Regions from separate parts of the Capra hircus genome. Here region 2 is linked to region 1. A link is a contact called in public Hi-C data. All regions are on one chromosome and are shown on one strand. Each heading gives the region's core, a stretch centred on a gene start, on an enhancer-like site or on the middle of the called end of the contact. The rest is flanking DNA. Distances are from core to core; before and after follow the strand shown. Region 1 has its middle 55 kb from the start of CLINT1. Region 2 overlaps CLINT1 (clathrin interactor 1).

Evidence for each region. A called contact is a pair of places that touch in the nucleus more often than the background predicts.
Region 2: a Hi-C map of blood shows a contact between it and region 1, with 2.8 times the contacts expected there. The contact joins two enhancer-like sites. A contact is called at or near these places in 4 of 5 Hi-C or Micro-C datasets (blood and liver).

What each region holds. Positions count from the first base shown.
Region 1 is chr7:41,064,552-41,071,519 of ARS1.2, forward strand. No RefSeq gene overlaps it. Among named protein-coding and RNA genes, the nearest start is that of CLINT1, 55 kb to the right of the region's middle. Within about 2 kb of position 5,155, at least 1 of the 5 cell types and tissues checked has an H3K27ac peak or open chromatin away from gene starts, as enhancers often do.
Region 2 is chr7:41,140,976-41,147,691 of ARS1.2, forward strand. All of the region lies in intron 1 of CLINT1 (clathrin interactor 1), which reads left to right. Among named protein-coding and RNA genes, the nearest start is that of CLINT1, 22 kb to the left of the region's middle. Within about 2 kb of position 3,061, at least 2 of the 5 cell types and tissues checked have an H3K27ac peak or open chromatin away from gene starts, as enhancers often do.

The DNA of each region.
Region 1 (6,968 bases), core at 3,905-6,404:
AGATAAGCAAAATAATTTTGAAAGAAGAAAAGAACAAAAGAAACACACACTGCCTAATTTCAGAAGCTATTATATAAAGTTATCTTAAAAATAAAATGTAATATTAGTAAAAAGACATAATTACAGATCAGTTGAACAAAACAGAGACTCCAAAGAGAGGTCCACACATACAGACTCAATTTATTGATAACAAAAAACTAGGCAATTCAAATGGAAAAGGATAATCTTTTCAACAAATGATACAACAAAATAAATTTCATCTTTCCTTTAAACAATAAACAAATAATAGCTCAAAAGAAATCAGAGCTAAATGTAAGAATCAAAACTATAAAACTTCCATAAGAAAACATAGGAGACTCTGGAGTAGATAAACATTTCTTAATTCAAACCCATGAATACAATAGATTGAACTTAATCAAAATTAAAAATTTTGCTCTATAAAAAACATTATGAAGAAAATGAAAAGTCCCCAACTGGGAGAAAGTATCATCATACTATAACTAAAAAATATTTGTTTGTTGGTGTTTAGTCACTAAATGTGTCCTACTCTTTTGAAACCCCATGGATTGTAGCCCGCCAGGTCTCTATGTCCATGGGATTTCCCAGGCAAGAATACTGGAGTGGGTTGCCATTTCCTTCTCCCAAGGGTCTTCCTGACCCAAGGATAGAACTCGCACTGCCTGCATTGGCAGGCAGAGTCCTTACCACTGAGCTACCAGGGAAGCATGGGATCTTTATCACTGAGCCACATGGGAAGCCCAACCAAAAACATAAAAAACACTTAAAACTGAATAATAATGGCTTTAAAATAACATATGCAAATATTTGAACAGTCATTTCACACACAAAAAGAAGATATACAGCTAGCAAATAAGCACATCAAAAGGTGCTCATCATTATTAGCAATTAGGAAAATACAATTTAAACCACAATGGGATATCATTACACAATTCCTAAAATGGTTAAAATTAAAAAGACTGACCAGACTAAGTTGATGAAGATATAACTCAAACTTGCACACATTGTTGGTAGAAATGCATAATGATAGGACAACTTTGAAAACAACTTGATAGTTTCTTAAAAAGTCAAATATATACCTACTATAAACTTCAGACATCTCTCTCTCCTAGGGATATAACCAAGAGAAAGCAAAGTATATGTCCATAGAAAGACATATGTAAATATTCATAGCTTTATTCATAATAGGCAATTGGAAACAACTCAAATGCCTACCGATAGGTGAGTGGATAAACAAACTAAAAATTCATACAGTGGAATACTACTCAACAACAGAAACGAACAAACTGTAGATACACACAACAACATGGATGGTGATGGACAGGGAGGCCTGGCGTGCTGCGATCCATGGGGTCGCAAAGAGTTGGACACGACTGAGCGACTGAACTGAACTGAACTGAACTGAAAGAAGTCAGACAAAAAAGACTAATACTGTATGATCCCACTTACATAAAATTCTAGAAAATGTAAAATAATCTATAGTAAAACAAAGCAGATCAGTGGCTGCTGGGGAATATACCAATAGTAGGAGACACGAAACTCTTGAGAAGTGTGAATATGTTCATTACACTGATGCCTGTGATGGTTTCGCAGGTGTAGACATATGTTAATCTAATTGAACATGTCACATAAGTGCAATTTATTTTATGGCAATTATACTAAACAAGCTGCTTTTTAAAACATGAGAAAAGACTAAAAATTTAAATAAAATGTTAAAGAAATTATACTTGATTATAGAATTACAGATACTATACATTTTCCTTTGCCTTATTTATATTTTCTAAAATTCTGATACTATTATTTTTGAAGGGTTTTTTCCCCTCAAATATACCTTTATATTTGCTCATGATAACAAAGTTAGACAATAAAGGAGTTTAAAAGGTAAAATCTACTCATCATCCTTACTACCACTATCAAATCCCAATCCCAAATTAACCACTGCTAATAACTTGGTATGAGACTTTCCACACTTATATGCAGAGTACATCATGTGAAATGCCAGGCTGCATGAAGCACAAGCCGGAATCAAGAGTGCCCAGGAGAAATATCAATAACCTCAGATATGCAGATGACATCACCCTTATGGCAGAAAGCAAAGAAGGACTAAAGAGCCTCTTGTTGAAACGGAAAGAGGAGAGTGAAAAAGTTGGCTTAAAAGTCAGCATTCAAAAAACTAAGATCATGGCATCTGGTCCCATCCCTTCATGGCAAATAGATGGGGAAACAATGGAAACAGTGACAGACTTTATATTTTGGGGGCTCCAAAATCACTGCAGATGGTGACTGCAGCCATGAAATTAAAAGAAGCTTACTCCTTGGGAGAAAAGTTATGACCAACTTAGCATATTAAAAAGCAGAGACATTACTTTGCCAACAAAGGTCCATGTAGTCAAAGCTATGGTTTTTCCAGTAGTCATGTATGGATGTGAGAGTTGGACTATAAAGAAAGCTAAGAGCTGAAGAATTAATGCTTTTGAACTGTGGTGTTGGAGAAGACTCTTGAGAGTCCCTTTGACTGCAAGGAAATCAAACCAGTCAATCCTAAAGGAAATCAGTCCTAAATATTTATTGGAAGGACTATGTTGAAGCTAAAACTCCAATACTTTGGCTGCCTGATGCCAAGAGCTGACTCATTGGAAAAGACCCTGATGCTGGGCAAGATTGAGGACAGGAGGAGAAGAGGACAACAGAGGATAAGATGGTTGGATAGCATCACTGACTCGATGTACATGAGTTTGAGCAGACTCCAACAGATGGTGATGGACAAGGAAGCATGGCATACTGCAGTCCATGGGGTCGCAAAGAGTCAGACACAACTGAGCAACTGAACTGAACTGATAAGGCTTTCCAGACTTTTTTAAATGAATAAATTAACATGAAGTGTGTGTGTGTGTGTGTGTGTGTACATATACATATATGGATTTTTTTCCCCATTTCTGTAGGACGTTAGATCATGTTGGGTTTTAGAGATTATTGAAATTACACTAATTCTTGGAAAGGCATGATGCATGATTCTACCCATTAGAAAACAGACTTGTGACTCAGGGTCATCTCATAGTGGGTCCAGTGGTTCCCTCATTCTACCCCATGTCAAATACAAAATTTCTGCTTTGTGCATCCAAACTTATAAATTTGATCAGATCTGGTATAATATTCCTTTTACCCTCACCCATCCAGATTCATTCCCTAACAAATTCCCTAGATTTCTATATATACAAAATCTTTCAAAATTGTTGGCACTTATGATCCTTCCCCATGAGTTACACTTTGTACCTTACCTCCTGACTCCTGCCAAAACCAAGTTTGGGTTAAGTCTATAAACAATGAGAGTGATAGAAAGTAGGTAGTGAGGAGGAGTGGCATTCTGTTATAAAGCTACCACTTCAAGAGAGGCTCTTATAGGTACTGCAGTCAAGGGAAACTCCAATATGAAAGGTCACCGCTACTAACCAGAAAGGTCCAGCAAAATCTGGAGTTTCAACAAATAACAAACATCAGCAAGGATGCAGAGAAAAGGAAAGTTGATGCAACCACTGTGGAAAACAAAATGGAAGTTTCTCAAAAAACGGAAATAGAACGACCATCAGTTCAGTTCAGTCACTCAGTCATGTCTGACTCTTTGCGACCCCATGAATCGCAGCACATCAGGCCTCCCTGTCCATCACCAACTCCTGGAGTTCACTCAGACGTCCATCGAGTCAGTGATGCCATCCAGCCATCTCATCCTCTGTTGTCCCCTTCTCCTCCTGCCCCCAATCCCTCCCAGCATCAGAGACTTTTCTAATGAGTCAACTCTTCGCATGAGGCGGCCAAAGTACTGGAGTTTCAGCTTTAGCATCATTCCTTCCAAAGAAATCCCAGGGCTGATATGACCCATCAATTCCACTCCTGGGTATATATCCTAAAAACAAAAACACTAATTCAAAAAGATACATGCAGCACCCCCCCCCAATGTTCATAGCAGCATTATTTATAATTGCCAAGATAGAGAAGCAACCTAATTGTCCATCAATAGATGAATGGTTAAAAAAGGTATACATGTGTGTACACACACACACACACATACACACCAGACTATTACTCAGTCATAAAAAAAAAAAAGAATGAAATAATGCCATCTGCAGCAAAGTGGATGGAACTAGAGATTATCATACTAAGTGAAACAAGTCAGAAGGAGAAAGACAACTATCATATGATATTACTTATATGTGGAATCTAAACTATGACACAAATAAATTTGTCTATGAAAGGCAGGGGCCAGAGCTCAGCCTGCCACGCAGGTAGAAGAATAACCCTGGGGTGGCCATAGGTGACAGTGAGGCTGGGGAGCCCTCCACGCAAGGGCATCCTCCTACCTCAGCTCCCACCTTCCCTGGACCCCCTTTCCAGAGACTCTGTGGAACATTTGTCCAGCCCCCCACCCCAGGCAGCACTTTGACCAACACCCTGCGGCAGGTGAAGGTTTATACATTCAAGGAGGACCGGCAGAGGGATGACCAGGGCGCCAGGCATGTGTCGTCTAGCTACATGCAGAGGCTGAACGGCATGTCCCTGCTTGTCAGGGCCAAGAGCAACATTAACCAGTGGGGAGAAGCTGGCAAATACCTTTAGAACCTTTCAAATATCCCCCCACTGGTGTGTAAGCTTCACAGATTTTTAAACAGACCTCAAGGTTCAAAGACCAAGTTGTTTTAATATAAGCTTTTCACATTTTTAAAGACTCATTCTTTAGGGATTGTCACTTCCCCAGTGGCTTACCATGAATTTTCCTTAAAGAAAAAGTTCACATCAGTGGTTTCAAACTGGAGAACAACAATACCAAAGAAGTTCTCACACTACTGCGCATGTTCTATGCCCCACATCAGACTTCCCAACCTGAGAATTCAGCAAAAGGACTGGGAAGCCTCAGGAAATCGGACTGAAGGACAGGAGGATTTGATTACAGAACTTCCTCAGGACTGAGGGAAACAGAGACTCTTGGAGGACACACAAAAATATCTTGTGTGCACCAAAACCTAGGGGAAACGGGTAGTGACCACACAAGAGGCTGAGCCAAAGCTACCTTTGAGCATTTGAGGGTCTCCTGCAGAGGTGTGGTCAGCAGTGGCCTGCCATGGGGACACGGGCGCTGGCAGCAGCGGTACCGGGAGCTGCATATTTGCATACGTCCTTTTTGGAAGTCACCAGTAGCCCCACCTTAGATCCTGTAGACTCCAGGACAGAGTCGCCTCAGGCTAAACAACTAACAGGGAGGGAGCACAGATCCACCCATTACCAGACAACTGGGTTAAAGATTTACTGAGCATGGTCCTGCCCACCAGAGCAAGACTGAGTTTTGCCCATAGCCAGTTCTTCCCATCAGGAAGCAAGAACTATAATCCCACAGCCTCCAGAACAAAACCCACAATTACAGAAAGCTACCCAAAATGATCACATGGGAAGCCTTGTGAAACTCAAGGGAGCTATGAGACATGCCGTGCAGGGCCACCCAAGACGGACAGGTCATGGTGGAGAGTTCTGGCAAAACGTGTTCCACTGGAGAAGGGAATGACAAACCACTTAAGTATTCTTGCCTTGATAAGCCCATGAACAACATGAAAAGGCAAAAAGATATGACACCAGAAGAGGAGTCCCCCAGGTCAGTAGGTATCCAATATACTATTGGAGAAGAGTGGAGAAATAACTCCGGAAGGAATGAAGAGGCTGAGCCAAAGTGGAAATGTCGCTCAGTTGTGGATGTGTCTGGTGGTGAAAATAAACTCCAGTGCCATAAAGAACAATGTTGCATAGGAACCTGGAATGTTAGGTCCATGAATTGGGCGTAGTCAAGCAGGAAGAATGAAATGGGAATGGGAAGAATGAACATACACATTTTAGGAATCAGTGAACTAAAATGGAAAGAAATGGGCAAATTTAATTCTGATGACCATTATATCTAGTACTGTGGGCAAGAATCCTTTAGAAGAAATGGAGTAGCCCTCATAGTCAGCAAAAGAGTCTGAAATGCAGTATTTGGGTGCAATCTCAAAAATGACAGAATGATCCTGGTTCATTTCCAAGGCAAGCCATTCAAAATCACAGTAATCCAAGTCTATGACTCAACCACTAACGCTGAAGAAGCTGAAGTTGAATGATTCTATGAAGACCTACAAGACCTTCAAGAACTAACACCAAAAAAAGATGTCTTTTTCATCATACGGGATTGGAATGCAAAAGTAGGAAATGAAGAGATACCTGGAGTAAAGGGAAAGTTTAGCCTTGGCGTACAAAATGAAGCAAGGCAAGGTACTTTGGAGTACAAAAATGAAACGTTTTGCCAAGAGAAGTCACTGGTCACAGCAAACACTCTTTTCCAACAACACAAGAGATGACTAAACACATAGACATCACCAGATTAGTTCAATTCAGTTCAGTTGCTTAGTCACATCAGATTCTTTGCGACCCCGTGGACTGCAGTATGTCATGCTTCCCTGTCCATCACCAACTCCCAGGGCCTGGCAAAATTCATGTCCATCGACACAGTGATGCCATCCAACCATCTTATCCTCTGTCGTTCCCTTCACCTTCTGCCCTCAATCTTGCCAAGCATCAGGGTTTTTTCGAATGAGTCAGTTCTTTGTAACAGGTAGCCAAAGTATTGGAGTTTCAGATTCAGCATCTGTCCTTCCAATGAATATTTAGAACTGATTTCCTTTAAGATTGACTGGTTTGATCTCCTTACAGGCCAAGGGACTCTCAAGAGTCTTCTCCAACACCACAATTCAAAAACATTAATTCTTCAGCGCTCAGCTTTCTTTATAGTTCAACTCTCACATCCATACATGACTACTGGGAAAACCATAGCTTTGATTACATGGACTTTTGTCGGCAAAGTAATGTCTCTGCTTTTTAATATGTTATCTGAGTTGGTCATGACTTTTCTTCCAAGAAGTAAGCATCTTTTTAATTTC
Region 2 (6,716 bases), core at 1,811-4,310, 74 kb after region 1:
GTTATAACCATTGTACAAGGCAGAATATAATTCATAAGAGTTATAAATGTAATGCTTATATCTTCATAGGAAAGGAAGATTATGGGTTGGAAAGAGTCAGGAAGACTTCATTTTTGCATCTTTGTTTAAAATTAGGGTTGATTTTAACTGAAAGAAGAGGTGGGGATTCCAGGAGTAAACAGTCAGGTAAGAAAGTAAAGTGAAGTGTTAGTTGTTTAGTTGCGTCTCACTCGTTGCAACCCCATGCACTGTAGCCCACAGACTCCTCTTGTCCCTGGAATTATCTAGGCAAGAATACTGGAGTGAGTTACCATTCCCTTCTCCATGGGATCTGCCTGACCCAGGAATCAAACCCGTGTCTCCTGCATTGCAGGTGGCTTCTTTACCATTGAGCCACCAGGGAAGCATGCTTAAATTTCAACTAGTAATACACTATGATTATCTCATAAAGTAAATGAAACAAGTAGTGGGAGAAAAGGCTGGAGAGATTGGTTGAGGACTATTGTCAAAAGTCAGTTAGGACTTTTTTAGTCAGAGGAAAGAAAATATTTAAGAATTATAATCCTTTTGTTCAGTTACTTAATAAATATTTACTAAACATCTGCTGTCACTAAACCTGTTCCAGGTACTGAGGTTCTTAAGTTGAGAAAGACGAATTTGTGTCCTCTGGATGTTTTCAGTCTAGAAGGTGAGACAAGCAAGGAAACAAACATGCCCATTATATAGTGCCCCAGTTTTAGTTTTAGTTCAAGGTAATAGAAAGCATATACTGTTCTTTGCTATGTAGAGCATATAGGCAGTTCCCCAAAGTTGAAAGAAGATTTCTTGGAAGAAGTAACATTTAAGCTAAAATCTAATAAGGTGGGAATTAGGTGGGGGGATGGGATGGATGGGCAGAAGAAAGTATGTGCAAAGACCTGGAGAGAATGGCAGTGGTGGGACTGAAAAACTAAATTGCTATCTCATATGAAGGATTGAGGACTTCATCTTGAAGGTAATAAGGAAATCTTTGCTGGATTTAAAATGGGAGGTCAAATAGATAGGATTTTTATTTCGGCAGGAGTTCATGTTGGCTCTAGCCTGTTGGGAGATGAATGGGAAGCAGACTAGTTACGTGGTTGTTGGCAATAGTCCCTGTGAGTAATGGTGGTCACCCTGGACTAAGGTAGTGGAGGTGCATGTGGGAGAAGCAGATGGACATATTTGAGAGATACCTCGAAAATGGAGTTGAAAAGGCCTGGGAATGGATTGGATGCTGGCTAGAAGAGGGGAGAGAAGTAATCAATAGTGATGTTCAAACTGTAACCCTGGATGGTACTGTCCACTGCACAGGAGGAGGAAGATGTTTCAGGGGAAGATGGATTTAATGAGTTTGTGGTAAGCTAACATGACCAACTCTAAACACTAGGAAGACAAATCTGTTTTGCTTTGGAAGATGAATGAAAGGATAATACACCTGAATTGGAGAGAGTGTTAAGTGCTTTTGTAGGACTAGGCTGGAGGTGAGTACCTATATTTTAAATGCAGAATGAACAGGTTTTGGAAATTAAGAAGTAGGCACTGTGGGAAGAGACTCCCAAAGATAACTCCAGACATCCCAACAACTGCACCCAGCCTGCCCAGCTTTTATCATGTGCTCTGAGATCATGTATCAGGGTGAAAAATGGTGAAGCTGCTTCCGTGTTGCTACCTCTTAAAATACATAGACATTTTCTTGTTAAAAACCAGCTCTAATTTGTAAGAATAGTCATTTTTTCCACTTTGGGACTATTGGGGTATCTCATATGGGTATTGATCCTTGTGAAAAATGTTAGGTCTGCATGAGGGAGCCCAGAAAAGCAGCTACTAGTGTGAGAGTAAGGCCTGTGGGGAGAGGTCATCCATCTCTTCCTGAGCTCTTTGCTGTGTTTCTTTGTTTTTCTGTGTTCTTGCTCTTTGTTTAGCTATGTGTCATAAAATATCATAAAATAAGTAAAATATGCAGGAAATAAATATATTTAACTTTATTTAACTAATAAAGATATTTAAATAAGATTTAACATGGTTATTAAATGAAAATTAAGAAATTAAAAGTTGACGCTAAAATAAAGTGAAAACTTTGGAGAGGTTGGAATAAAGTTTTAAACATTTAAAAAACCCAATGCAGAAAGGGTTCAAAAAGAGTAAAACATATGAGACTTAAAATAGTATTGAGGGAATTCCCTGGCGGTCTAGTGATTAGCACTTGGGTTTTCACTGCCGGGGCCACGGTTTGATCCCTGGTCGAAGAACTAAGATCCCTCAAGCTGAGTGACGTGGCCATATTAAAAAAAGAAAAAAAAAAAAAAAACTAACATTAACAGTAAAGATCAGTCAAGGTTTTTTGTTTGTTTTTTAAGTATGATAAAACTAGGTAAGAAGCAAGACAAAAGGCTGAAAGCCAACCAACAATTTAAAAACATAAAAGGTTAAAGGAAAAGCTATTCATGAGGTTAACGATAAGAAATAATAGAAAGTAAAAACAGTGGTAAAATAAAAGGTATCAGCTGACAATATTTTTAGAAGTTTGGGGGAAAAGGGCCATTTTTTAAAAATACATTGAAATGGGTTTCTTGGGACACTTACGATATGCTCCAGGGAAAAGGTATGTTGTCCCCAAAGTTTTAGAAATATTTAATATAGTCCCCTCTTGGAGACTCATAATGCACGTGAGAATAGTAAAGTCTCCAAGAAGTGTTGCAGTAATAAAGTTGCCTTTGTTTTATGTAACATTTCCTAAACCTGACCATGGAACACGTTTCTCACATAACACCTATTAATGTCTCCCAGAGTATTTTTCACAAAACACTAGAGTACTGTTTCAGAAGAAAATAAAAACTGAAAATCTTAACAGTTACAGAGATATGTGTTAAAGGAAAAAAAAAGTCATCTGGAAATAGAAAATTGTTTTGGGTTGGGGCTTGCATTCATTCCTTGGGAACAGGCTCCTTTTGAGGCAGCAGTGTCCTTCGGAGCCAAGGGGCCGAGAGTAACTTGATACTTCTATCTTCTGGCCTTCTATCCATAGCTGTCTTTTCAGAAAGCTTTTATCTGTGCACACCGGGCATTGATACAACACACAGGCTGCTGAGCCAGGGGAGTGGAAGCCGATCCTAGGCAGAATTAAATCAGCCTAGCCGGCGGGCACTTAGCAAGTGTAAAGAAGTTGTATATAGAAGTACTATTTTTCTTCCCCTCCAAACTAGTTTTTGTTTCAGTGTATAAATGAAATTTTAAATGTGTGCCTCCACCACAAGACTTTTTATGGGCTTTTTAACTTTAGGCTTTGTCCACATGCACAAAGTTGTTTTTATATAGTTGGTAGTAGTTAGTGTTCATACAATTTTGTATTGTGAGAGCTTCTTATGGCTATGAAGGGAAGAATTTCCTGCTGGTGGCTGCCTCTGCCTGTTCTGTTGCTATGTTGTTCCAAGCACACTGCTGCAACATTTTGGGAGCAGCTTCTCATTCTGCTTTTCTGAACCACACACAATAAAAGTCTTCCATTTTGCCACCCTCCTCAAATCTTACTGCTGCCAGAGTGCCTCTCTGAAAATAATAACTTGTAGCATCATGGGACTAGCCTACGTTGGGAAAGCTTTTCTCTGATCCTATCATCTGCTGTCCAGTTCATGTTAGCAGCACTTGTGCTAGAGAGAAGGGCTTCCATATAAGACCTGTGAATATTCAGACACTTCCTAGGATAATAATTTGCGCTGTCACACAGGAAACCGATTGGAGAAACTGGTTGTTGTGGCTTTTCTAACATCCTTTGTTCAGGTAGACGCTTCATGGAATCAGTTACATGGACCTTATTTTTGGCATTTTGAAAGCTTAAAATTCTACAACTTCCAGTATCTAAATTGTAGATGTAAACTTCATGCTGAGAAAGTTTCTTTTTATAATAGCCTAAACATGTTTTGTTTTTCACATAGTTTGCTTTTGGGATGTCTGTCTCGAGTAGCTGATACAGATGAGTTAGTTTAGTAAATCCAAAAAAATGTTAAAGACATTATCAGATGATAACAGATTACCACTACAGGAGAAATTGCTGCTTAATGTAAAATAAAACCCTAGAACATGGTTGGTGGTACTGAGATTAAAGAGAGTGAACTTCAAAATACAAACTCTGTTTGTAAAATGGCTTGTATTGATACTTGTCCTGTCCCTTAGAGAAACTCATTTCCAGATCTTTGGCCATTTTTAAATACTAGTCATCCTGCCTTGAAGTGTAGTTATATCTTTGAACTCTTCATTTCAGCATGTATACTGTGGGTCAGATAGGCTGCCAGTTACCTTGACTATAAAGTTCCACAACAATGAATAGCATAGGTAAGTAATAAGTATTAATGCCAGTATATTCTAAGGGGCCATATAAAGAGTATCTTCAAACTAAAAATGATAAATATTGGCAGAAAAATAACCATGTGTGCTAAATGCTTTACATGCCGTTCAATTTAATCTCAGTAATACAAGGTCAGATTAGGTAGCTGAGACACATAAGTGGTTGATTTGTCCAGGGATCAGAGATAAGATATGGGCCCTATTCGTTTCTAATAAATTGTTGGTCAGTTACTATACATGTTTTCTACAAAACAGCTGTAAGAGATGAAGCAGATTGTGAAAATTAGTGGTTGTACAATATTTTCCTCTAGTGTGGCCTTGTGTTTTGGACCAGTTCCTAGAGTCAGAGTCAAGCCCAAGCCCGTTTTAATGTATGAATATGGGCTGCCATCAAATGGATTATTTAATTTGGTATTGCTAACCTCTGAAGTTGTACAGGAAGGGAAATAGTTTTATAGTTTCTTCCTCCTACAGGTCATAATTTAGTTGTGGACATCAGGATGTTTTTCTTGACTTATCTGATCCATATAGTTTTCCTTTGCACATCTGTTACATAAATTACTAAACTACTTCCTTGAAAAGTTGCCAGTTTGTCACACTAGTAGTGATCAAGGGGTGGTACCTTTTGGAAAAAAGAATTAAATGACAGACTCTGAGGGGCAGAAATCCAACTACCATCCCAATTTAAGGTTTTTGGGTTTTTTTTGGATCAATTCCTATATTTTTTTGAGGCATTGAAATAAAATTATATGTGGTTTCTAATGTGTTTCCCAAAAGACTTTATGTTGGACTATAAATATTTAATGATCTTTCGTATAAAATGAGGTATTTTAGTTACTGCTTCTGTTAAGTTTTTGTCTTTCCAGTGATCAATTTATTTATACATTCTAGTCTGGTACAAAGTTTGCTATTTGAAACTAAATTTGGAATGTTGGTTTCCTTAACTACTTTGCCCTTTCCTGACCTTGAATTCTGCATAAACCATAGAATAATGATTTTTCTGTGTTTTTCTTTTGTGGGGGGAGGAAATTCATAAGATTTATTATTTCTACTAGTTACATGTTAGGACTAGTTTACACTTAAATGATGAAAAAATCAGAAATCTCAGAAATATTAGATGTGGGTCTGGTTCGTTTTGGCATATGCAAACTGATACTGAATCAATACTGGAAATGTTCATGGAGTGTTTGGTAAATTTACTAAAGCAAAGAACTAAGTTATTTTTTAAACACATTGTGAAATTGTGTGGCTTTGGAGTGCTGGTTTTGAGTTTGTAATCTTTAGATAAAGATATCATTTGGAATACTGAAAATCTGTAATGGGTGTTTTTAGAGATTAAAAGAGATAGTACATTATAAATTGGTTAGTGTCAGTTACTGATAAAAGTTCTTAGATTAATTTTTTTTGCATTACATTTCCTACTGTTGTAAGCTTTCTTTCTAAAGTACAGTAGAGTCTTGATAGATTTTTCTCTTCAGAGTTTTGAGTTTTTAAACTCTTCCTAAGAGGATTTGTTAACAGGAAATAATGTTTAATTTTGTTATGATCCAAATCTGACTTGCATGTGTGGAAACTAGTCACTTAGCTAAGTCAGTCACTGGTATCCATCTTGCAGCTCAGCTTTGTTGTGTTCCAGCTCTCGGGCTGTGGTAACACCTTAGCTTTTTTGTGAAAAACGACTCACAGAAAGCCTGTATTTAGTATTGGTATTGAATGTGGCAGAGCCTTGTAAAATTCACAGATAGAAAATAGAAGTTTTATACATATTTAAAGAGGAACGCATTGGGTTTGGTAGTACCTTGGATTGATGACACAATCAAATCTATATGGAATCAGTAGAAGAAATTTATGGAACATGTTCTGCCATGCAAAAGTTGCTTACCTAAGAAATATAATTTGGTTAATTTAAATATTGGTCATCTTGTATTGAGGAAGTATAATATGCAGAGGATACTTAATTCTTGATTGAATTTGGGAGGTTGTCAGGAGTCTGCATTTTTATACCCAAAGTCCTTCAGTTTATCTTTCAACAATGTTAGGGGTTTATTTCTATAGCTTCTTCTGCCTTCAAAGTAGTGCTTCATTTGTTCTCCGTTCATGCTACTCCCTGCCCTCCCCCCTCCCCCCGCCATGCCACTGCAATGAAAAATACTTCTATAGAAAATAGTTTTGTAGAATTTATCCTTCCACTTTATCTGTATGTAGTACAAAATGCAGTGTAAAATTTTGAGTTAAGATTATAAGAATATTGAGCTGTATCTATCAACAGTGTTCAATAATAGGAAAACACCACAGGTGATTAAAATTCTATAGTTCAGTTTTCCAACCTCAAAATAGTACTGGTCTGAACTGTT